2 separate regions of the Mus musculus genome follow, and region 1 is linked to region 2. A link is a contact called in public Hi-C data. All regions are on one chromosome and are shown on one strand. Each heading gives the region's core, a stretch centred on a gene start, on an enhancer-like site or on the middle of the called end of the contact. The rest is flanking DNA. Distances are from core to core; before and after follow the strand shown. Region 1 overlaps Obscn (obscurin, cytoskeletal calmodulin and titin-interacting RhoGEF). Region 2 overlaps Obscn (obscurin, cytoskeletal calmodulin and titin-interacting RhoGEF).

The links. Hi-C and Micro-C count contacts between places; a contact is called where the count stands out from the background.
Region 1: a Hi-C map of cerebral cortex shows a contact between it and region 2, with 1.7 times the contacts expected there. The contact joins two enhancer-like sites. A contact is called at or near these places in 1 of 39 promoter capture datasets (hippocampal neurons), 9 of 484 Hi-C or Micro-C datasets (the G1E-ER4 cell line, the N1E-115 cell line, cerebral cortex and 4 more), 1 of 115 datasets of contacts at active chromatin or transcription factors (embryonic stem cells) and 3 of 9 other capture datasets (adipose tissue, liver and pancreatic islet).

Annotation. Positions count from the first base shown.
Region 1 is chr11:59,065,976-59,071,302 of GRCm38.p6, reverse strand. Obscn (obscurin, cytoskeletal calmodulin and titin-interacting RhoGEF) reads left to right here. Exons shown (of 104, transcript NM_001171512.2): 35 at 1,292-1,564; 36 at 2,009-2,275; 37 at 3,093-3,359; 38 at 3,457-3,720; 39 at 3,974-4,237. Among named protein-coding and RNA genes, the nearest start is that of Obscn, 68 kb to the left of the region's middle. Within about 2 kb of position 3,687, at least 17 of the 459 cell types and tissues checked have an H3K27ac peak or open chromatin away from gene starts, as enhancers often do. A contact at or near this core is called in cerebral cortex, where this site is marked.
Region 2 is chr11:58,996,701-59,002,257 of GRCm38.p6, reverse strand. It overlaps Obscn (obscurin, cytoskeletal calmodulin and titin-interacting RhoGEF), which reads left to right. Exons shown (of 104, transcript NM_001171512.2): 90 at 89-241; 91 at 334-379; 92 at 727-804; 93 at 1,080-3,063; 94 at 3,697-3,777; 95 at 3,905-3,997; 96 at 4,116-4,283; 97 at 4,973-5,095; 98 at 5,242-5,412. Among named protein-coding and RNA genes, the nearest start is that of Gm51863, 6.9 kb to the right of the region's middle. Within about 2 kb of position 1,482, at least 16 of the 459 cell types and tissues checked have an H3K27ac peak or open chromatin away from gene starts, as enhancers often do. A contact at or near this core is called in cerebral cortex, where this site is marked.

The DNA of each region.
Region 1 (5,327 bases), core at 2,438-4,937, 67 kb before region 2:
AAGGGACCCTGTCTCAAAAAAGAAAATCAGTAAAGTGTAGACCTTAAGTGTGGACCTACTGGCCTGTGGGTGGAGTAGAGCCATTCTTTGTGTGACAGTCTGCTCATCAGAGTCCTTTCTGTCTGTCTCATCCAGTATTGGGGTCTTTCAAGTAGAGACTTTCCTTCAACACAGTTGTGGGTGGACAATTTTGTATCTGCAGGATCCATGTCAATCTAGTGCTCTTAATTTAATGACAACAAAATATTTCTAGGGATTTGCGTGTGTGTGATTGTGTGTGTGTGTGTGTGTGTGTTTCGGTGTCTGGGTATGAGTTTGTTCACTTGAATGTTGGTACCTGGTACTGAGAGGGCTAGAGGCCTTGTATACTCGGTAGCTAGAGTTGCAGGTGGTTGTGAGCCATCTGATGTAGGTGCTAGGAATTGAACTTGGGTCTTCTGGAAGAGCAGTACATGCTTTTAGCACCAAGCCACCCCTCCAGCCCTCAATTAAAATTTATCTCTGCATTTAATCTATTCAATTAATATATAATATTTGGATCTATCTTTGATACAGTATGATAACTGTATATGTATAGGCAGCATGCAGTGATCCAGTCAGGGGACCAGGCATTTCCATACGTGAACAGTCATTTCTGTATGTGGTGAGGCTTTAAGCTTTCCCTTGGGTCTTTGAAAAGCAAGTGAGCTAAGCCAGGCACACAGATGGCAGATGCCATGAATTCTTCATATTTGTGGATGCTTAAAAGTTCATCTCACAGAACCAGAGAGGAGAACAGAAGGGGCCAGATGGATCAGGAATATGAAGGCTAGAGTCAGCTGAGTCTTTGCAGCACAGTATGGTACCGGTGGCCTCTGTGCATCCATCTATGATCTGTCAATGTGAGGTAGACTGCAGTATGGATTATACTGTACTATGTTGATGGGGACACTACATGGCCTAGAGGATCCTTGAAGAGGGGTAGGTGACAGCTGCTAGTATAAGCTGTTTTGGGAGCAGGCAGCCTATCTGTTATCGAGCCCAGCTTAGCACAAAGGGCAGGAGAATGCATGAGCTTCAGCAGGCTGGGGCCTTCCACCAGTGTGGCAAACGGACTTCAGAGAGGGATATAGGTCTGAGGCTCAGAGGCTGACTACAATGGACTACACACCTCAGATCTGCTTTCAAGTTTCACTGACTAGAAGTAACATAGACTACTTGCTTACGGCCCCACTAAGGGTCTTGGGCGAAATCATTTCTCTGAGCCTGGCTCTAGGCTGCAAGAGCTCTGACTTGTTCATTTGCCTAGCAGGCCAGAAAGTGCGCGTTATTGAGGACCTAGAGGACACTGCTGTCCAGGAGGGCTCCTCTGCTAAGTTTTGCTGCCGCATCGCTCCTGCTGACTACGGCCCCGTGCACTGGTTCCTGGATAAGACCCCCTTGCACAGCAATGAGCTGAATGAGATCACTGTCCAGCCTGGAGGCTATCACGTGCTCACCCTGCGGCAGCTGGCACTCAAGGACTCAGGCACTGTCTACTTTGAGGCGGGTGACCAGCGAACCTCAGCTGCCCTGCGGGTGACTGGTGGGTTTTGTGTCTAAGGGCCAACCATGATGGGGACACTACATGGCCTAGAGGATCCTTGAAGAGGGGCAGGTGACAGCTCCTTTGTGAGCTCTGTCTAGTGCACAGTGTGGTCCTGGGGCTCACAGGAAGGCAAGATTAGCTGTCAATGGCGAGAGGGTCTCTCATCCCTGGGATGTAGCCAGTGGATACCTCAGGGAGTTGATTCCGAAGACTGAGCTGGGTTCTTTCAGAATTAATTTCTGAATTCAGAAATTGTGGGGGATGTTATTGTGTTCAGAGTGGAAACTGCACAGAGCCTGCCTTGTGCCCTCAGCATTTCTGTCTGGCTCCAGCTGGAGGGCAGACGCTGATATTGATCAAGGCCTTGCATGGCCCATTGTGTTAGTCCTCTCATAGAGGTACTACCGTCCCGATTACCTTTGGCTTTTCTCTATCCTCCAGAGAAGCCGAGCATCTTCTCTCGGCCACTCACAGACGTCACAGTCACAGAAGGCGAGGACCTGACTCTGGTCTGTGAAACCACCACTGTGGATAGCTCTGTGCGCTGGACCAAAGATGGGAAGACACTGAGGCCGTCTGCACGATGCCAGCTGAGCCATGAAGGCTGTCAGGCCCAGCTGCTCATCACTGCCACCACCCCACAAGATGGTGGGCGGTACAAATGTGAGATTGGTGGAGCCTCCAGCAGCTCCATTGTCAGGGTCCATGGTGAGTGCCAGATGGCTGTGGTTGGGGCAAGAATAAACATGTGTCTACATGCAGCAGGAGGCAAGGGGACCCCAGAGCAGCTTCTGGTTCCTTTCTTCCATCTCCCTCTGCTGTGTAGGGCACTTGGCTTCCTTGTGACTCAGAGTCTCTACTGCCTCAGTAGTCTTCCACCCTCTCTTGATCTCCTGATTCTTGCTTGTGGCCCATTCCTGCATTGGCTTTGGTGGACCCCTCTGGAGCCCCTCTGTCTGCCTGTGGCTTGCCTCTGTCTGGACCGCCCTAAGCTAACAGCACAGACAGGAGGCTTGCACAATGGGAGTCTGTTGTCCCCATTGTTGTGTAGAATGAAAGTAGGAGATTAAGTTCCTTGATTGGGTGGCCTCTGGTGGGGGAGGGAGGGTGGATTCTGTCTTCTTGGCTTCCAGATGCCATCTTCTCTGTGACTCCAGATGGTGTTCCTCTCTGCTGGTATCCTAGTTAAGGATGACAAAGCAGTGAAGCAAGGGCTCATTCCAACAACCATATTCTACTTTATCTCCTTCAAGTCTACAATGCCAAATAATCACATTCTGAGACCCCAAGTTAAGACTTCAATGTCTGGACTTTTGGGGGACACAGTTCCCACTGGAATACTTTATGTTCATCTGGTCAATGCCCACCTTTTCTGTTTACATACCATCAGACCTGTCTTTCCCAGAGGTCATTGGGTCCTTGCCACTGACACTCAGTATTTGAGTTGTCCCACAGCCTGTAGCTGTTTCTGGAGCCCCGGTGGGACCCTCCTCCAGGAGACTGAACTGACTCTGTCTGTTCATAGCTCTGCCAGTGCGGTTCAGGGAGTCCCTGAAGGACGTGGAGGTACCAGAGGGCAAGGCCGCCACACTGCGCTGTGTGCTGTCATCCGTGGCTGCACCTGTGGAGTGGCGTCATGGAGATGATGTCCTGAAATCCAGCAACAAGTATAGCCTGCGCCAAGAGGGTGCTGTGCTGGAATTGGTCATCCGAGACCTGCAGCCCCAGGACAGTGGGCAATACTCATGCTCCTTTGGGGACCAGACAACTTCAGCCACACTCACAGTGAAAAGTAAGTTGTGTCTGTGTATACTGCGCTCGGGGCCCGCTGGGAACCTCAGCCCAGCGCAGGAGAATCATGATGTTCTCTGTATTCGTGTCTGTTGCAGCCTCTTCTGCCCAGTTCGTAGGGAAACTGAGAAACAAGGAGGCCACAGAAGGGACCACGGTCACACTTCGGTGTGAGCTGACCAAAGAGGCCCCCGTGGAGTGGAAGAAGGGAACAGAGACCCTGAGAAATGGGGACAAATACAGTCTGAAGCAGGATGGAGCTGTGTGTGAGCTGCAGATCTGTAGTCTGCTGGTGGCAGATGCAGGGGAGTACTCGTGTGTGTGTGGGCAGGAGAAGACTTCAGCCACGCTGACTGTCAAGGGTAAAGAGCGTGCATGGCTTCCCTCCCCCCATGCCTGTGTACCTACTGTGCATCCCACCTTACTTCTTGAGTCATTATATATATATGAACCAGAAAATACCAGCATCTGCAGCTGGCTTCCCACTCTTGAGTGCTGGTGGGTTCTCTCCTGTTGCTGCATTCTATCTTGTTCCCTATCCTGTTCTATGTCACATTCTATCTTCCCACACTCTGTAGCAGATCTGATGCTCCAATCTTTGTCTTACCCTCCTAGCTCTGCTTGTCCACTTTGTCAGAAGGCTCAGGAGCAAGGAGGCCACAGAAGGAGACACGACCACACTGCAGTGTGAACTGAGCAAGGCTGCCCCCGTGGAGTGGAGGAAGGGAACAGAGACCCTGAGAGATGGGGACAGATACAGCCTGAAGCAGGATGGGGCTGTGTGTGAGCTGCAAATCCGCAGCCTGACCATAGCAGATGCTGGCGAGTACTTGTGCACGTGTGGACAGGAAAAGACCTCAGCCACGCTGACCGTCAGGGGTAAAGACCATGTGTGTTCCTGTGTGCAGGTGTCTCTGTGTGCGGGTGGCTCTGTGCCTGAACATCTTCCACCTGCTTTTCCTGATTTTTCTATTTCTCATCTTATCCCATTGACTGATGTTTCTCATACTTGTATGGGACCCACTTTAGATGCCAGAAAACAATGGAAAATTGGGTGTTTCTTAACCTCAAGAATGTCCTGGCTGGAATGAGTGGTGTGTGTGTGTGTGTGTGTGTGTGTGTGTGTGTGTGTGTGTGTGTGTGTGTGAAAAAGGGAGGCAGGAAATGGAGGAATGGCATACACAACAGGGACACAGGAAGGACAGCCTTGTCATGTGCCTGACTGTGAAGGTGAGAATTCAGGGAAGTATCAGGTAAAGTCAAAGGTCCACTCTTAGCAGTCAGATGAAGGTTGGACACCACCCCGTGAGAGTCAGGGTGGAGGTGAGGGCTTGTCCTATGGTGGTGAGGAGATGTGAAAACAAGTCTGTGGGGGAGAGCCTGACGCTGTCTTCTCTGGGATTCCCCTGGTTAGTTCTAGATCTTCCCACTGGAGAAGGGTTTGCTGATCCTGCCTCTGACCACTCTACATGTCCTGGGGCGTACATGTAGTGTCTGTGGCCCACTTTGTCTATGGCCAGAGTTTAATGGTCTTTGTGCCTGTGTATTCCTCCCAGTTGTGGACAGTACTTCATAGATGGTTAGAGACCTGGGGAGGGCATTACAGGGAGTAGGGTCACACTGTGGAGTGTGAACAGAGGAAGGTCCCTCCCTGGAGTGAAGAGAAAGGCTTTGGAGATCAGAGATGGAGGCACTCACAGATTGAAGCAGCTATCATATATGGAGCCCTGTATGTAGCCTGACTGCAATGGATCTTGGGAATCCTCATGGAGGCACTGTCAGCAACAGACCTTCCCAGAGTGGCCTACTGGAATATGCTCCTGCATCACAGTGTGTCCAGGGAACTGGAATACTTATCTTGGTGTGACTGGTGACTGGTGGCCTGGTGTTGAGTTGGCTCTTTGTCAGGAGTCCTCGGGAGGCCTGAGCACCTCAGCACAGGGAAGCAAATGGGATGCACAGACATTGT
Region 2 (5,557 bases), core at 233-2,732:
CAGAATCCTCAGGTCTAGATGAGCGTGGCACACATCCAGTCAGGGAATCTTCTTCGAGAGTGAGCTTCCACACTTTCTCTGCTTCCAGCCTCACCTGCTCATCCCCATTTGCTGGAGAGAGTGACCGCGCCACCTTGCTCAATGTTTTGGAGGGGCGGGTCTCCTGGAGCAGTCCCACGGCTGCTCATCTGAGTGAGGACGCCAAGGACTTCATCAAGGCCACGCTGCAAAGGACCCCCAGGTGAGTGCACCCCTGCCCTTCACCCGCAGAAGCTCTTCAGCCCTGCCACAGGACCCACTTGACTCCCCCATCTGGTTTCCTTCTTCCTCCAGGGCCAGGCCTAGTACTTCCCAGTGCCTTGCCCACCCCTGGTTCCTGGTAAGTAGGCCCAGCTTGAGCTCAACTCGCTGCTCTGTCTCAGGCCAAGAGTTCTCATCAGTATTGATTATTCTGGCCCATTGCTCCCCTATTCAGAGGACCCTAGTGCCTTCATATTGGACTCTGAAGCCCTCGACAAAGTATTGCTACGCAGTTAGCAGCAAGGGCTTCCTTCTGCCTTCCTGGGCATCTGGGAGAAGGATTTGCAGTGTCCTAACCCTGGAGTGTCTGAGAGGAGACCCCGATGTTTGCTGCCTCCATCCTTCTGGGCTTGCATCCTTGAAGGGCCCCGACTAGGGCGCCAGGGTCCATCTCTTGTTATCATAGCCACTTTCCTCCCACCGCAGAAATCCATGCCTGCTGAGGAGGCCCACTTCATCAACACCAAACAGCTCAAGTTCCTTCTTGCTCGAAGTCGCTGGCAGGTGAGTCCCCCTTTTCTCAGGAAAGAGGTGCTGAGGCCAGGGGAGGGTACCTGAATCTAGCTGTGTGGTCAGGAGCACAGGGCCAGGCTGGCCTGCTCCATGATTCTGGGATCCCTTGAGTGTACCAGGTGGTGGGGCAGAGCAATAAAGCAGCAGGCACAGAAGCCCCAGGTGTCCTGGGTAACCAACCCCTCTGGAGCAAAGAGGCAATGGGCACCGCACCTCCTGCCATGACCAGTCATGCCCAATGGATGTCCCTCTGTCCTCATTTCCAGCGTTCCTTGATGAGCTACAAGTCTATCCTGGTGATGCGCTCCATCCCTGAGCTGCTTCAGGGTCCCCCAGACAGTCCATCTCTAGGAGTGGCCCGGCACCTACGAGGGGAAGCCAGTGGCGCCTCTAGCTCATCATCTTCCTCAGACAACGAGCTTGCCCCATTTGCCAGGGCTAAGTCGCTGCCACCTTCTCCTGTGACTCACTCGCCACTGCTGCACCCTCGGGGCTTTCTGCGGCCTTCGGCCAGCCTCCCAGAGGAGACAGAGGCCAGCATGCCCACTGCTGATGCGGCCGTGCCAGCGTCCCCACAGAGTGCTGGGCCTCCGGCAAGCCCAGGTTGTGTGCCCCGGCACAGCGTCATCAGCAGCCTGTTCTACCAGCAAGCTGGCGAGGGTGCAGAGCGTGGGAACAAAACATCGGGTGCCAAGAGGCACCCTGCGCGGAGGCGGCACCTGCTAAAGGGTGGGTACATTGCAAGGGCCTTACCCGGTCTGCGTGAGCCCCTCATGGAGTACAGCTTGTTGGAGGAAGAGGCGGCTAGGGAAGAGCAGGCCTCTCTGATGACCAAGACACCCTCCTTTGAGACTGCCCTGCGACTACCTAGTTCCAGTGTCAGAGAGGTCCCAGGCCGAAGCCACTCCCTGGACAACCCACCAGTCACGACTGGCCCCTCTCCTGAGGCATGCAAGGAACAACTCCTGTTCCCACCCTCCACGGGGTTGACTCATGAAACCACTGCCAAGGACAGGGGGCACAAAGAGGGGTTCTTGCAGGAGTCTGTCCCCTTTCCACCTATGAGTGGTGACTCGAGGCCTGGGAAGCAAGAGGGATCATCCCAGGACAGTTGTAGAGGGAAACCAGCCTCTTCCTGTCACTCTGAGCTGGGTTCTGGTTCCCAGGAGGGCTGTGGCCCTCCATCATCTCAATCGCTTGGCTCCTTACCTCCACAGTCATTGAAGAAGGAGCTCTCAACGTCCTGTGGCCCACTCTTTTCAGAACAGCCTCAGGCAGCCCCATTCCCAACTCAAGTAAGCCCCCTTCTGGGTTCTGAGAAGGAACCTCAGGATGGCTCTCTATCTGAAGGGCCAGTTCCAGTTCCCTCCAGTTCTCCAGGGTCAGCTTCCCAAGTAGATGCATCCTTGGATACTGAAGGCTTGTCTGAAGCTGGGGACACATGTGACTTCACGCCTCCTCCACAGCGGCCTCAGGAGCAGGCCACCACCCGGAAGTTCTCTCTGGAGTCCCGTGGGGGCTATGCAGGGGTGGCAGGCTATGGTACTTTTGCCTTTGGCGGGGATGCAGGGGGGATGCTAGGGCAGGGTCCTCTCTGGGCCAGGATGGCCTGGGCTGTGTCCCAGTCCTCAGAAGAGCAGGATGAAGCTGCGACTGAGAGCCCTCAACCTCTGGAGAGCTTGGGGCCCATTGCTGAGGCCAGTGGGGTTCCCCTAAGGACCTCTCCAAGCCTCACCCCTTGGGAGGAAGTTGAGCAGGTTTCCCTGGTGCAGATCCGGGATCTGTCTGGTGATGCGGAAGCAGCTGACACTATCTCCTTGGACATTTCTGAGGTCGATCCTGCCTACCTCAACCTCTCGGATCTATATGACATCAAATATCTCCCATTTGAGTTCATGATCTTCAGAAGGGTCCCCAAACCTATAGAGCAGCCAGAGTCACCTGGCTCAGAAACCGAAGCTGGGCAAGGGCTGGCAGATTTCCTGGAGGAGGCCGCGTGGCCCTGGCCAGGCGAGCTGGGACTGCGTGCTGGTCTGGAGATTACAGAGGAGCCGGAGGAGCCAGGGGACCTGGAAGCACTGCTGGGCGAGGCTGCTGTGGGCAGGAAGCGCAAGTGGTCCCCCTCCCGGGGCCTCTTCCAATTCCCTGGGAGGTGCCTGTCAGGGGAGGAGCCTGTGGAGCTTGGGCTGCGCCAGAGGGTGAAGGCTTCCATGGCTCACATCTCCAGGATCCTCAAGGGCAGGCCGGAAGGTAAACCCCCCACCCCATCATCTGGCATGTCTGCCTCCATGTTCTGCATCCATGGGGCTACCAGGTTCTCTTGTGCCCTCTCAAGTCCCCATTGGCCTCCTCTTCCTGTCCTATATGACCTCCAGCCTGACCCCATAGGTCTTGGCTCAAATCCTGGTTTCCTGACACCCCTCCTTACTGGGTATCTGAGACCATCTCTGATACATACTGGCTACAGAGACCTAGAGCTAAGAGCAGGGGCAGACCTTTGAGGAGAGAGGGGGTCCATGGATTAATTCACCAGACCCCAGATCTCTGGCCCAGGAGCCACCCCAAACCCAGATCCTCCAACATAGCTCTCAGTGACCTCAGAGCCCCTTCATCTCCAGAGCCTTCATGTCCTCTAACTTTCCTTACCCCAGGGCCAGCCTCCCAGCCACCCCTCAGGTATCTATCTATGCCCTTTGCTGCAGGCCTCAGTGTCCTGGCAGCCTGCTGCAAAGGGAGGCTAGGGATGACTTCAGCAAGCTTGGTTTTGAGTTCCTACATAGTCTCTGAAGTTGTAGTACTTCCCCTGGGCAGATTTCCCAGGTAGAGGAAGCTGGTGCCATCCTGCTTCTCCCCCTGAGCTCCTGGGGCCTCTTTCTTCCACAGGTCCTGAGAGGGAAGGGCCTCCCAGAAAGAAGGCAGGCCTAGCTTCTTTCCGGCTGTCAGGCCTGAAGGGCAGGGACCAAGGTAAGCGGGGATCACAACTGCCGGAGTCCAGTATGGGGCTCTGGTATAGAGGTCTAAGCTTGGAAGGCAGGCAGTCTCCCCTCAAGGCTCTTCTTTTACTCCCACTCAGCACCATCCTTCCTAAGAGAACTCTCAGACGAGGCTGTGGTCCTGGGCCAATCAGTGACACTGGCCTGCCAGGTGTTGGCCCAGCCAACTGCCCAGGCTACCTGGAGCAAAGGTAAGGAGCTGTCCTGGAGTCTGGGTGCTGGACTGGTATAGACAAGCCGCAATCACAGGCCCAGCAGGATGCTGTGGCTGCCCTGGGGAAAGCCAAGGCTGGCTTTGTCTTGTCACAGATGGGGTCCTCCTGGAGAGCAGCGGCCACCTCCTCATCTCCTCCACCCTGAAGAACTTCCAGCTGCTGACCATCCTGGTGGTGAAAGAGGAGGATCTGGGCACATATACCTGCTGTGTGAGCAACCCGCTGGGGACAGCAGTCACCACAGGTGTCCTCCGGAAAGCAGGTGTGTGCTCCACACCGGAAGTCTCCACCAGGCCATGAGGGCTGGGCTGGGAGTTGCAGGACATCTCATTTTGCATAGTGGGCAGGACAATACTGGTTTCTTATCTGAGTGTCCATGGAACTTAGGGCTTGTAGCGAAGTCCCAAAATGTCAAAGAAGCAGATAAAGCTGCTAATACCACGCCTACCGCCAAGAGTCTATTTGTGTGCTCCACTGCTGGACAGGAAGCCCTTACACATGCCTGAGATGAGAACCGCCTCTCCTGACAGCACCACCTCATCTTCCTGTATTGCTTTCTGGTTCACACAGCATCCAAGGGTGCTTCTAGGATGATGAAGACAGGGACTATTGGCCTAGCTGTGGGACCAGTCCATCACAGATTGGCCTGTTAGCCTTGGGCCACGGCACTTGGCAGAGATGAGGCACTAACCAGGGCCACTCCATAGCATCTGCACTGTGCCCTGGTGAGGTGGACTGAGAGGGATCTAGACAGAGACTGCCAGGCAGGTGGACCCCCACACTAGTAGAGGTGCCAGCCTCTTCTATTCATCCTAGCTTGAAGCCCCTCTCCATCAAATGACAGAACAAGTAGAGGGCAGGCCTGGCAGCTGGTGAGAGTGAGACAGGTGTGGCCAGAGGTTGTTCCTTGAGGGTTGAGTGTCCACACTGACCACAGAGTTGCCCTTGCAGAGCGCCCTTCATCTTCTCCACGCCCTGAGGTGGGGGAACTATACAAGGATGCGGTGCTGCTGGTCTGGAAGCCTGTGGAATCCTGTGGCCCGGTGACCTACATTGTGCAGTGCTGTATAGAAGGTATAGGCTTTCTGAGGCTTGGGACTCTGAAGGATTGGCATGGAAAGGCACTGTTGGGTGTGTCTGCTCTCTGCCTGTGGGTGGCCTCAGGAGAGGGGTTCCCTTGACTCTCCACAACAGCTTCTTACTCTCTCCTGTGTGGTCAGGAGGCAGCTGGACAACCCTGGCTTCAGACATCTCTGACTGCTGCTACCTCACTGGCAAGCTATCGAGGGGTGGCATGTATATCTTCCGGACAGCATGTGTCAGCAAAGCAGGAATGGGCCCCTACAGCAGCCCCTCAGAACAGGTCCTCCTCGGAGGACCCAACCACCTGGGTGAGCTTTGGGGCCGATGGGGCAGATAAGGGTGGCTATCAGATCAGGCATAGACATCCTCTTGTCCATGAATGATCTACATGCCTGCATTCAACATTCAAAGCCTGCACTCCCTGGAGATCCCATGGACCTCCTGTCCCCTTTC